2 separate regions of the Mus musculus genome follow, and region 2 is linked to region 1. The links are chromatin contacts, called in public HiChIP or PLAC-seq maps. All regions are on one chromosome and are shown on one strand. The core of a region is the stretch at or near the end of the contact, and the rest is flanking DNA. Distances in the headings are between cores, read along the strand shown.

What was found. HiChIP or PLAC-seq counts read pairs in DNA pulled down with a chosen protein or histone mark.
Region 2: a contact with region 1 is called in an HNF4G HiChIP or PLAC-seq map of pancreatic cancer cells. The contact joins two enhancer-like sites. A contact is called at or near these places in 1 of 484 Hi-C or Micro-C datasets (nephron progenitors), 2 of 115 datasets of contacts at active chromatin or transcription factors (embryonic stem cells and pancreatic cancer cells) and 1 of 9 other capture datasets (embryonic stem cells).

Annotation. Positions count from the first base shown.
Region 1 is chr7:133,380,019-133,386,923 of GRCm38.p6, forward strand. No RefSeq gene overlaps it. Among named protein-coding and RNA genes, the nearest start is that of Gm35567, 170 kb to the left of the region's middle. Within about 2 kb of position 2,498, at least 17 of the 459 cell types and tissues checked have an H3K27ac peak or open chromatin away from gene starts, as enhancers often do. A contact at or near this core is called in pancreatic cancer cells, where this site is marked.
Region 2 is chr7:133,491,376-133,498,280 of GRCm38.p6, forward strand. No RefSeq gene overlaps it. Among named protein-coding and RNA genes, the nearest start is that of Tex36, 110 kb to the right of the region's middle. Within about 2 kb of position 3,511, at least 27 of the 459 cell types and tissues checked have an H3K27ac peak or open chromatin away from gene starts, as enhancers often do. A contact at or near this core is called in pancreatic cancer cells, where this site is marked.

The DNA of each region.
Region 1 (6,905 bases), core at 1,248-3,747:
GGATGAGACACCATGCAAATAGAAAATTTGGAAGAACATAAATCTCGTATTTCTGCAGCCACTCCATCATACCCATTTGGATGGCTACTGTTAAAAGAGTTCAGAGTTAGGGCAAGTGTCAGCAGATGTGGGGAAGCTAAAAACTGACTGCGTTGCTGGTAGATGCCAAATGGGGCAGCTACAGTGGAAGACAATATGGGAAGGTTCTCACAAAAATAAAATATAAAGTTGCCAAGGAACCAAGCAACAAACATATCAGAATGCATTCCAAATGCCCTGTGAAAACTACAGCATCAAAGAGACATCTACATAAATTCCATGACATAGCCAGTCAATCTCCATAAATAGAATTACTGTTCACATAAACTCTTTCTCTCTCTCTCTCTCTCTCTCTCTCTCTATATATATATATATATATATATATATATATATATATATATATGCTTGTGAGCCAATGTTTATGATGCCATTGTTCATAGTAGCTCAAAGGTGAAAACATGAAACGTTTTTTCATGAAAACCCATTTTATTTCTCCCCTTCCTCTTCCTGTCCCTCTCTTCTCTCCTCCCCCATTTTCCTCTCCCCTCTCCCATCCCCCAGAACACCCCATCTACTTTCACTGAGACCTTTCCTACTGTAGATTTGCATCTGTCCCTGGCAAAGAAACCTTTTCTCATTTCTAAGTACATTTTCTTGCATTTCTGCTTCTACTGTGGGAACTAAACATTGTTCCAGCACTGCTTGCTTGGATCAGATGTACCAGGATGTATGTGCATGTTTATTTGTGCTTGTGTGTATGTGTGCATATTTGTGAGTGTGTGTGTGTGTATGTGCATGTATGGTGCACATGTGCACTCAGATGTGAATGTGTGTCTGAAAATGAGTGTGAATGCAGCTTCCATTCCTTCCCATTCCTCGGTTGATGTTCCTATACCTCACTTCTACCTTCCTCTAGTTCAGTTTCAAGTTTTTTTTTGTTTGTTTGTTTGTTTTTGTTTTTTGGCTGGTGCTAACACTGATGGTGATCCTTCACATAGTCCCTCCCAATGACACATTTGGACATTTTAGAACATATTCCAAGTGCTTCTTTCTATCACATGAAAAACGTGTGACTCCAGGGAACCCTGAGGAAGAGGAGGCAGAATAAGTGTAAGATCTGGGGGGGTGGTAGTGGAGCAAAAGACCCCCTGAATCAACTGAGCAAGGCTCCTCTGAACTCAGAGGCTGGAGCAGCAAGCATGGGCCCTGCATGGGTCTGCACAAGGTCCTCTGCACACACGTTAGCTCTTAGCTCATTATTTTTTGGGACCTCTGAGTATGAGCGTGAGTGGGTCTCTGACTCTTGTGCCTGCTCTCTGGACTCTTTTCCTCTTGTTGGGTTGCCCTGTCCAACTTTAATATGATCATTTTTTGCTTCATCTTATTGAATTTTATCTTGTCATGTTTGGTTGTTATCTCTTAGAAGCCTGCTCTTTCTTTTTTCTTTTAAATTGTTAATGCCATTTGTTATTTTAAGATGCCCTGTTAAAACTACAGCATTAAAGAGACATCTACATACATTCTACGACATAGCCAGTCAATATCCATAAATAGAATTACTGTTCATGTAAATGTTAGGAAATGTGAACTTATATTGAAAAATAAGATTTATATATGATTGGAATATAAAAGAATGCTTAAAATTCTTAATCATTTTGTTGCACATAAAGTGTAAAAAGGGATTTATAATGTGGCAGAACTGTGCTCTGATCATTTGAAATAGTTTGGTAGTGTGAGGGGGCGGGGAAAAGAGCCTGTTTTTTTCTAATGAAAGACAGAAAGGAGTGGGTCTGGAGAGAGGGAGGAGTCAGGAGAAGTGGGGGGAGCAGAAGGAGGGGAAATGATAGCCAGGACATATTGTATGAGAAAGGAACATTTTCAATAAAATAAAAAAAGAAAATGACAAAATTAAAAAAAATAACAAAGACATGTGACTCCCAAATAAACTTGGTGGGTGTTAATGTAGGGTCTGCTGCTGTCCAGTCGGGGAGGCTGCCCTGTGTAGCAGTTCACAGCATGGCCCTGCATTTGGCCACTATGCCTACCTTTTTCATGATTCTGGTGTTTTCTCTATGAGCATGGGAAGGGAGCTCACCTCTCTCAGCCTATTTTCTGGCCTGAACATGTGGGCCTTTCTTATCTCCAGCTCCCTGGGGGACGTGATTAGCTGACTCACAGGAAGTGCTAATCATTAATGATGGCTGGAGCCTGGTACTGTGCCAGTGTCTGTCTTACCCATCCTGCTCATTGCAACGTCCCCCAGCCCTGCACTGAGGCTGGTAGAGGTGAGCCAGGAAGCAGGCTGACAAATGAAGACCCGGGAGACCCCCTGCCAATCCCTGGGCCCTCCCTCTTGCAAAGCTCTGGTTTCTGGGGTTTACTGGCTCCAGCCCTTCCCCTTCTCATCACCACCCTATCCAGACCTTTACTCTCTCCTGCAGTTTCCTGCTGAGAAAGCATGCCATGTCTTGACCACGCCCCATTCCTGTCCAGGCTCACCCAGTGGCCTCACTCTTGTGTCACCCTTTCTGTGCTCAGAGACTTCATTCCAGGAAAAGGAGTCCACGATGTCTGGTTTCTCTGGCATTTTTAGATTCCCACATCAGCTTTTCTAACGATGGTTCCTGGTACTGCTGTAATCTGATTTAATAATACTGGACTTCCCAGGCTCAGAGAGAAGCTGTTCCCATTTCTTTTTTTTTTTTTATTTGTTTATTTATTTATTATATGTAAGTACACTGTAGCTGTCTTCAGACACTCCAGAAGAGGGCATCAGATCTCATTACAGATGGTTGTGAGCCACCATGTGGTTGCTGGGACTTGAACTCAGGACCTTAGCAAGAGCAGTCGATGCTCTTAACCGCTGAGCCATCTCACCAGCCCCATTTCAAAACATGTCTCAGACATTGCTGTCCTGACATGCCATGTCGGTGTAGGTGCCCAGCAGCCGGGTTTGAATCCAATCTACCATGATGGAAGGAAGCATCATTCAAGTCTTAGAGCCCAGCACAGAGGCAGCAACACCTGCCAAAATGAGAACAAAGACCTAATCCATCACAGCCCATAGTTCTGAGAAAGTCTCTAAATGTACTAACCTTGCTTTTTGGCTTCTATAGTTCTGCTTCTACCTAACTGTTCTTGTTAGCTGAAATATGTCAACCCAGGATGTGTGTGTGTGTGTGTGTGTGTGTGTGTGTGTGTGTGTGTTTTAAAAGCTCCCCCTAAGAAAGGCTTGGGGCAACACTGGGATCCTGAGCACTCGGTGTGGTCACTGACAAAGGCTTTCTACTGGCTTAAACTTGAGTCTGAGCAGCCTTCTCTGGTGGATTCCTTACACAACAATGTTCTTTTGTTTCCAGTGAATATTTTTCATCAAAATCCTTTTGCAGTTAGCCAGTTTTTCCATGTTTTCTTGTGTGTGGGGGTGAGAGAGATTGTGTGTGTGAGACTGTGTGTGTGTGTGTGTGTGTGTGTTTGTGTGTGTCTGCGTGCAGGCTCACATGCATGCACCTGTGCATGTGGAGGTCAGAGGTCAACCTTGTCTTGAAGTCCCTCTGAAGGTATCCATTTTAAGTTTTTGATATAGGGTCTCTCACTGGTCTGGAGCTCAACAAGTGAGCTGTGCTGCTTGGCTGTCTGGAGAGGCCCAGGGATCTGTCTGTCTCCCTCTCCGTGTGCTGCAGTTTTAAACCTGTACCACCATGCCCAGTGCTCTCTCTCTCCCTTCCCCCCTCCCTTTCTTTCTTCCTTTGTTTCCCTATCCATCTGTCTGTCTGTCTATCATCTATCCATCTATCCACTCATTCATCTATTTATCTATACTTCTTTGTGTGTGTGTGTGTGTGTTTTCTGGGGATCAAACTCCAGTCCCCATGCTTACAAGGCAAGCATTTTAGTTCCTGAGATGTCTCCCCAGCATCGTCTGCATTTCCTCCTTCTTTGTTTTTTGCCCACCCAAGCCTCCTCGAAGTCACAGGGAAATTGTTCAGTCCAACTCACTTCCTCCTCCCACCACCTCTCCTGACCTCATGGGTGCTAGAGTCGCTGGCCAAGTGAGCAGAGACATTTTCTTTTTTCTTAAAATTTTTTTATATTTATTTATTTATTATTAGATATTTTCTTTATATACATTTCAAGTGCTATACTGAAAGTTCCCCATACACTCCCTCTGCCCTGCTCCCCTATCCACCCACTCCTGCTTCTTGGCCCTGGCGTTCCCCTGTATTGGGGCATATAAAGTTTGCAATACCAAGGGGCCTCTCTTGCCAGTGATGGCCGACTAGGCCATCTTCTGCTACATATGCAGCTAGAGACACGAGCTCTGGTGTACTGGTTAGAATAGAGCAGAGAAATTTTCTTGGGCTCCAATGGGAAGGGAGGCAGTGGCGTTGAAAGCAGGTTTAGTTTTTATGCTTCTTTCTGGCAGTGGCCATCTTCAGCCATGCAGCAAACACTGCTTGGATGTTTGCTGTGAGCCTGGCCCAAGAAGTCAGCGCTCCAGAGGACTCTGTGAAAGGCTTCCTCGCTCCTCTCCTCCAGTTTGCAGCTCAGCCAGACCCAACTCTGCACAGGAGCTTTTAGAGTGGAGAAGTCGGGGTGACGGTCCCATCACCCCCTCTGCTCTTACTCTCCTTTATGTGTGGAGCACAGAGCCCCTCCCCCAGCAGGCCGTCTCAGTGTTGAGAATTCTCTCTTATTTTCCAGTTTGACTGCAGAGACTTATCTCAAACTTGCAATGAGCAGACTCCTGAGTCTTGGGATGAGAGGTGGGTGCCACAGTGGTCCACACTCTCCTTCACCTCTGGGTCTTTGTGAACTGTTTTTATTTACTCTTGTTTCCCTAGCACTGGGGACAGTAACAGAAACACAAATAAATTAATAACTTATTCATGCTTAATTTAGAGGTGGCCAAGCAGAGCCCCACCCACTGTTTCTTCAGAATAGGATTTTATGCAAAAGTCTGAGAAACTCCACATGGATATTTGTTAACGCTTGGGGAGAGCCGTGTCATAATGAGAGCCACGAGGGAGCATATATAGTTTGTAGATTTTGCAGAAACTGAGGTGTATAAAAAATGACTCCTTGTGGGAAAATTCCTAGGCTATCAGTATTGAGCCAAGGTATATAGCAAACATCGCCTCCCCAGTGAGCAGTAAAATAAGATATGAGGGGGTGGCACTGAACCCCATGCTTTCCAGGACTCTGGGAAAGGGGAAGAATCTTCCCCAAGCAGGCGAGACAGCAAACGCATCTGCAGCAGCTCTGCCGCCCGCAACAAATTCATTTTCGGTTGTGAGATGTGCACTGCAGACAGGGACTCATCGGATCTATCATTAGGGTGCTAATGAGAAAACATCACACACCTATCACCTGAGCGCTGCAATCGAAAGCCTCGCCGTATCACAGGAAGGAGCTGAAAATGAAGTAATCAGCGTCAACAAAATCTATTGTTCCCAGAGTACAAAATTGAGGGATTATTTCTACTCCGAATCAGAAGGAGACCTGTTTACATTTGTCAGCAAAATGATCACATTTTATACCATTAACATTTGGCAAGACGGAGGATCACCCATTAGCTAATCTGCAGATGCCCTGACCACAGATTCGGGGGAAACAAAGAGCTTGCCAGAGCCAGGCTGCCTGGTCTGCACCGAGCGAGCCCAGGATGGGGGTTGAAGCTGCTCCTGGGTTTTTGGCCAGGTTCCGTGGGCAACAGGGAGTGGACAACCCAGAAGCTAGTGGATGCTGGGAAAGATGTCACTGGATGTGTGCAATGTCAGGAGGTACACAGGTGAGGACTGCTAGCATGGTAAGATATGTTTGGAGTAGCCAAAGGGGCTATATACTGACTTACTGTCCCACGGATGATGGCCAGGTTCTGGTTTATTCAGTTGAACGTTCTTTCTCAACCCCTTTCCTTCTGCCTTGCCCTTTCTCTTTTTTTCTCCCTCTTCCTTTTCCCTCTGATTTTTTTTCTTTGAGACAAGTTCAGACAACATAGTCCACAATGGCCTTGAATTGCCATTTCTCCTGCTTCAGCCATGTGGGATGACAGAGGGACAGGCATATCTGGATGACAGTCTCTTCTTGAATTCTACCCACCCCAGGAAAATGGCTCCATGAGAACCCAGGTCATTCTTGACCCTGGCTTTCTCTGAGGATATAGCTGCTTTCCTGAGCTTTCTCATGTCTGTCCTTGGCAGGAGTTAGCAGTTGGCTTTGCCAGGCTAACCAGGTCTAACCTTCAGCCTTCCTCCCTGGCTCAAAACAAATTTCTCTTCAAAGCTACAGTTCACAGGCAGCAAGCCCCATTCTTGGAGAGCACAGCCCTCGAGATGCTGAGAAACAAAACTTGGTTGTGAGGTGGTTGACCAAGCCAGGATTCAGTGCATAGAGGGCACCTCTGATGACTTGTGGGTGGTGGAGGGCAGGGATCAGCCAGTAGGTCCACGCATAGCTGCTGCGCTAAGCACCAACAACCAGCCTTCTACTGTGTCTTCCCAAGTTGCTAGTTTTGTAAGTATGAATCTGAGGAAATATTCTAAAACGTAGGCGTAAGATGTATTAAGTGACAAATACCATCCAGAATACTTTCTGACATGTAACAGGAGCACAGGTCTATTTACTGAAAGAACGAATGAGAGAATCCTGACCCCCAAGAACCAACACACCTGTCAAGCCACTGTCTTGGTCCTCAAATTGTCCCATGTCACAGAAACAGGACAACAGCAAATGAACACAGGTCCTTGGAGCAGACAATAAAGATTGATTAGTGATGGTGGAGATGGTAAAGCATCAATGTAAACCTCCCTAAGTCAGCAAACAGGCCATTTAATATGGGATGGGGGTAGCTTTTGATTGTCAGA
Region 2 (6,905 bases), core at 2,261-4,760, 110 kb after region 1:
CTGTGGCATGCCTGAGTGGGTATGTGTCCTGAGCTGATGCAACTCTTCTGTCAGTCTGCAAGGCGCCCTCCCACCCCCAGCCAGAGCTGCTTACATAAGACATCTACCCTGTAAATGGTCTTGCTAGTTCTTCCTAAGTTATGCAGGACTGGCAGTCTGTACATGATGCTCTCAGAGTCAAGAAGGAATCTCCCTCTTACTAAAATCCATCCCACACAAGACACCTGCTTCCCGTTAACACAGCTGGTCTCAGGAACCCTCGTCTTCAGTCAGGTCCTTCCCAGTCTGGCCATTCTGGCACAGGTGACTTACAAAGGAGCCCAAGGCAAAGCAGGGACAGAGCAAGGGAAAGAACCCCAAGCAGAGTAAAATCCCAGCTCCATCCTCTTTCCCCATGGTGGGGGTGGTGAGGTGGCACAGGAAACATGAATACCTCTTCTAGCAGTGGGATCCCTCCTCCTGTGTCCCATCAAGGCTCTGAGCACTGAGAAATGTGGTCTCTTGGCTCTTTGGGCCCCCAAATTTAGAGCCTGCAGACACGCCTCTGCAAGACCACAGTGCAGGAGTGAGCTGGGGACAAGGGACCAAGAAGCAGGGTGTCTAGGAGACACTCCTTTGCTGCCTGAGGGGACAGGGGGGCAATGAGCGCTGGGAGCGAGAGCTGTGCTGTACTTTGAGGCTCTGTATCCTTTCCTTCTCTTCCTTCCCCTTCTCCCTTTACTTCTTTCATTCCTCTGTCTGTCTGTCTGTCTGTCTGTCTGTCTGTCTGTCTGTCTTTTTAAAAATGGCTTCTCATTATGTATGCTAGGCTAGCCTGGAACTTTTTTTAATCCTCCAACCTCATCCCTGTGAGTGCTGGAATTGTGCCCCCATGCCATTCACTAACAAGGGCCTGGCTCCTGCTTTCCCCTGTAGCCTAGAGAGTGTAAGTCAGTACAAGGATCATAGCGGCCCTGAAACAGAAGGGCTCCACTGCCCGATGCTGAGAGAACCTCTGCTGGTGGGTGGTGTCCATCAGTCCTTGCTCAAATAAACACGATCACACCCAACAGGGAAGGGATATTCGGTCACCTTTTCACCTCACCGGGAAAATGGACAGAGTTCTTAAGAAGCAAGCTTCGGAGAGTTGGGAAGTTAATGGAGAGGGTGAGCCGGACCTCAGGGACCAGAGCATGCATCCCTCCTTTGTGACGTGCTGATTTCCAGGAATGGTTGTTTTAGAAAAGCCTTTACCACTATACTCACAGACACTGTGGTCAAAATGTCTAGAAAGGATATGCTGTTACTTTCTCATTTCCTACTGCCTTCAACACACAGAAAGAAACATTTTTTTTTCTCCAGAAAAAAAAAAAAAAGGTAAGTGGAAAAAGGAGGCCATTGACAAATGAGACCACTGACTAATTTCATAAGTGTTTACAGCAAATGCAGTCTCGCCGGAAACTTTGGAGGGCCGCCAGGGGGTCTGACACGGAGCATGGGTTGTGGGGGCACACATAAAAGACATCTTAAAACTCAAAAGGAAGAAAGGATAGCTGGGGAGGGAAGAGACAGGGAATGCATAAAAAGATATTATTCCCACAACTGCAGATTTCGGGGCTCAAGCCAGTCCTCCCACACAGGGAAGAACAAAGCTCTCGTTTTTTTAGCCACTGAAGAACATGGGAAGGGGATGTTGGCAGAACTTCTTCATACTAAAGCACAATTAAGTTATAAGGAGCTTTCAGAGAAATTTCCACAGCATGGAACCTTCCTCCCCCATTAGCAGGCTTCTGAGCCCTGTATGGAGCTGGAAGACAGAAACACACTCATGCGCATCTCTTTACTACATTCACTCACTCACTCATTCATTCACTCATTCATTCATTCATTCATTCACTCATTCATCTGCCAAGTATTTATTGAATCACCTCCACAGGTCAGGTGAAGTGGTCTTATGGATCCTGAAGAAGAAAAAAAATCTGTGTGTGTTTGTTTTTCATTGTTGAAGCAAAAGTACCTGGGGTTACAAAGCAGGAGAAAGTTCAGGTCTCATGGTTTCAGTCTATGATCGGCTGGCTCTGCTACATTCACACCTGGGGTCAATCAGAAATAGAGTAGAAGACTGTGATAGGGAAATTTGTTCATACTGGAGAAGGAGAGAAAGGGAAAAGGAAGAGGAGGAGGAGGGAGAGGAAGAGGAAGAGGAAGAAGAGGAGAGAGCTAGGACATGCTCCCTCTTCTTTCTATACACATACTTCCTCCAACCAAGCCCCAGTCTAGCGGCACTTAGTTAGGTCAGAGCCCTCAAGGTCCAACCAAAGAATCTAAGACCTGGACTTAGGATTCCCTAGGCAACAGCCACCAACTTGACAAGAACACATTTTTTTTTAATGTGCCACCAAAACACTGACTCCTGGGTCTCTATTTTCTCTTTCCAGATTTGATCTAGGAAGACCACATCTGTGTGAGCACTGAAGTCCTTTAAAGTATCAATTGCCATTAATATCCTCAAATTCCAGAACAAAGATGAGACAGGCATACTCCTTACTTTGCCCAACTCAAAGGCAATAGGTTATGCAGCCTCCTGCCCACAGGGTCATCTGCAAAAGACGGAAGTGTGAGTAGGCCACCAGAGCCCTGATGGAGGCCTTCTTCAGATGAGGTAAGCTTCCATCTTTTACTGGCTGTGCCCGAAAGTTCCTCTGACTCACAGCGCTGTCTCTCCAAGGCTGCAGCCAGCTTTGTGAAAACCCTGTGGGTGCATGGGTGACTCTTCACCATGTGGTTTCTCAGAGAGTCATGCTCTGTCATGACTGCAGAACCTGGGCACCTGAGGAGATGCGGTTCCCACCTCCTCACAGACACAGCAAGGAAGAGCCATGCCTGGAGGAAAGCGTTGAGATGGCTGCTGCAGCAAGCTGAGAGCTGGACAGGGCAAGTCACATGGCTTAGCCCTAAGCCCACGATTGAGAACAGTGTCTGAGAAGACAAAGGTGTGACTCCATGCAAGTCCTTCTTCAGCTCTCAATGCTACGGGGTAGGGATGTGGGCTGGCCTCAGATGGACTCCCTTCTGTTGATCATAGCTAGGAAACTGTGTTCGAGGTCACCTGGCAGGTTGCCTGAACGTTCACATTCCTGTCTGGTAGTTGACTGGCCACCAACTGGATGACTAGGATAGCTGGCCATGCATTTCTTACCTCCCAGTAGACTGGCTTGAGTCCCTTTACATGTGGGTGGCTTGGTTGCAGGGGCAACAAGACAGGCAGTTGCCATGTGTAAGTACTTCTCAAGCCCTCACTTGTGGGTTTGCTAACATCCCAGTACTCAAAGGGAGGCCCGAGGTCAGTCTGGCAGGGAACTATCACAGTGGGTAGATAGAGGGGGTCAAATAAATTATGGTTGTTATTGTAATCTGCCACAAGCACCTCGCCCAAGGCGCACAATCAATGCACAGCAGATCCTCTGTGGTCCTCGGGGCTGACAGGCCTGTGGCAAACACTGCCTTACATGCCCCTAATGTGTTCCAGACACACCGATCACTCCCTGCATGGCCTTGGAAACCGCCTGGTCCTCATCAGACCCCCAAGTTCCTCTGATCCCTGGAGCCTCCTGTCTCAGCAGCTAGATAGAAATAAATGTGCAAATGTATTTGTACAACCTTTAGGGAAACAATGTAAATGTCTCAGAAGCAAAATTGGCTTTCAGGGGGAAAAAATAATCCATGCATGTACAGTTCCTGGATGGTCCTGTGCCAGCAGTCCTGTCTGGTGAAGTCACAGCTGGTAGTTCCCTGGCCTCCTGGCACAGCCAAGCAACAATTTGCAGGGTGTTGCTTGACGTGGGTTCCCCCAAAGGATCGAGGAGCCCCTTGGGTACTCAGATCTCAGCAAATGAGCTTTAGTCATGTCTACACAGTCGGATCAGCTCACCAGTCTTGCATCACATACCTGGAAAAGGGCAAAAATCTATTTTCCAAATCAGAGAGGGCGGAGAATGGGGAAAATGTGTTCTTTGTTATTGCAATTAGTCACGCTCTGGAATATCCTGGGGAAAGTCTGCTCTCCGGTTATTATTGACACAGTGAAGTGGAGGAGGTTACAAAGAAACCTGTGGGCTCCGTTAATTAACCTCTCTGTTATTTTTATTTCTTTATGCATTTTCCTGACAGACCGAAGATCACAAAGTCATGTCCTGTTAGAACTGTGGGTGTCCCTACATTGACGGAGCCCAAGCCTCCTGCTTCCCAGACACAGGAGGGTGGTGGACAGTCAACCTTTGGGAAAGCAATGAAAATGTGAACTACGCAGAGCAGGGGGAGGGAGGTTTGTATGTCTCAAAGTCCCCTTGCTTCTTAAGATGGTCATTCCTCTCTGCTCTACTAGCTTCAAAAGCTGTTCATATCCTCCTCCCGAAAGCCTTCCTAGATGGATTTCTCCCTCTGCAGTAATGTGTAACCTTTCAAGTACCTTTAGTAAATCTAAGGTATTCTGTCCAGATCTCCACTGTAAGCATTTTCTAATTACATGTGTGTGTGTGTGTGTGTGTGTGTGTGTGTGTGTGTGTGTGTGTGTGTGTGTTCTTACACTATGTGAAACCTCAGGTTGTCAGGCTTAGTGGCAGGTGCAATTCCCACTAAGCCATCTGCCCATCACCCCTTCATCCCCTCCTTAGAACCAAAGCAATCATCATTTATACAGAGCCACTCACAGCTTCTGTGCTCATTGGTGACTGCCACTAGCCTCAGGGACTAGACTTTCCCAAGGTTATTTGTTCTTGTCCTTCCCCCAGGGGCAGCCAGTGATTGGCCAAGTTCATGCCATCTCCCTCAATGCGGGGACAGTGCAGAAGGGTGCTGTGCGGTTCAGACACCTCTTCCACACCTCTCTGCTAAATCCTTACTTCATTGAGACTCCACTTTCCATGTGGGACGCCCAGGAAGTTTTGTTCTCATCTAAATGTCACTCACCTCCTGATCTTCTGGGGGCGGGGATAGTGGTGGTTGCGGGACCTGGAATACTTCTTGGCAGCTCCCAGTGTTTGTATGTTTGAAACTGGGTGCTCTGAGCATGGGTGTATTATGTACAGTTTCTAAAATCTACAGGGATAAAGAGGAAGAAGACCATCACTTAAAATTGCCCACGGTTTTCTGTTTGGCATAGGAAGAAGTCATCTGTGCTCCTAGGAACAAACTACACCTCTGTCTGCGTGTGGGAGTGACATTTAAATAGCATTGTCCTGAAAGGAGAGTCCCAAGCCTGCTTGGGATAGAGAAAGTAAGGCCACATTTTTCTCTTGAGCACAGTTTGTTGATGGTCAAGGATGTCTTCGCCAGGTGTGATGGCTACTTTTGCTTGTCAGCTTGACTCCATCTGGAAATAACTACTGAGAAAGGAGGCACACCTGTGAGGGATGCTTACTTCATTTGAAGTAGAAGGATACATTTCTAATCTGGATCTTGAGGCAAAAGACCCATACTTTTGATGCAGATTTTTAGAGCTGGGTCTTCACCTCTAATCTGGGCCACACCTACTGGAAGCCTGAAAGACATGGACAAATGAAGTTTTATGCCTACTCGGTCTCACCTTGCTAGTAAGTCCATTCCTTCACTGACATTAAAGCTACCTCTTCAGGGTTCCAGTGTAGACTGAAGGCCAGCTAAGATGCCCAGCCTTGTGGATTGAGCAACTACTGGATTCTTGGCCTTTCCATTCACAGCCAGCCATTGTTGAATTAGCTAGACTGCAACTTGTATGTCATTCTGATAAATTCCCGTTACACCCACACACACTCTCGAGGAGGGGGAGAGAGAGGGGGGGAGGGGGAGGGGGAGGGGGAGAGGGAGAGGGAGAGGGAGAGGGAGAGAGATTCAGTCTATAAATTCTGTTACTCACGAGAAACCTGACTAATACACTATACACTGGGTAAGGAGTTCCATATTAGATAAGACTACAAGGATCCCATCAGAAACCAAGTGCAGGTGATTCCAGAACTGTGTCAAGGTCACTGGCGTAATGGTTTATGTCCATTTGGGAGAAGTTATGCTAGAGTGAGGGGCTTCCATGAGCAGGATCAATCTGGAGATAGAGGAATATGATGAAAGCTGTCACTCACTCCTTTGATGAGGTAGCTGCCCTTTCAGAATGATAACCCTAAGTAGACCGCTGAAAAGAAGGACCCCAGGGAATTACATGGCCAATATGCTCTACATGATGGTTTCAGATGTAATTTACACACTTCCCTCATCCATGCCGTTTCTCCGATGTCACCTCCATGCTCTGTGTCCACCATCATAGCCTAGTCTCCACTAATCTTTGTAGGACTTTGTAGGGTGGGTGCTGAATCAAGTTAATATATATAAGGAGAGATCCAGCCATCTAAGGACCAGAGTGGTGTAGGGCACTGACCCTGAGGTGGTCTTGGGCCCCAACACTGTGCTTTGAGTCACTCAGAGAATGTGGGTCTATTGATTCTGTTACCGGGCTAATATAGTATGGATTTCACTAATGTGGGGACAGTGTAGAAGGATGCTGTGGGGGTCAGACACCTCTACTACAGCCCTCTGCTAAATTTGTACTTCTGTGAGGCTCCAAATTCCATGAGGGGCCCCCAGGAAGTTTTGTTCTCATCTAAATGTCACTTACTTCCTGGTCCTCTGGGCCCCTAACTCATTGCTTGACTGGCATTTGAATTGCCTGGGGCAAGAGAGTTTCTAGTGTTTCTGAGTGAGTGTTCCTAAGGACCCAGATCTCCAAGTCCATGGCCATCTGTTCACCTAGCTCACTGCTAGGGAGCTATAGACACCTTCAACAGAGCTTTCAGTCATCTCCTGGGGCATACTGAGTGGGCTTCCATTAGTCAAAGACACATCTGAGCAGCAGTGGCCAGCAACGCCCAGCCCATGTGCACTGTGGTGGACAGAACTCT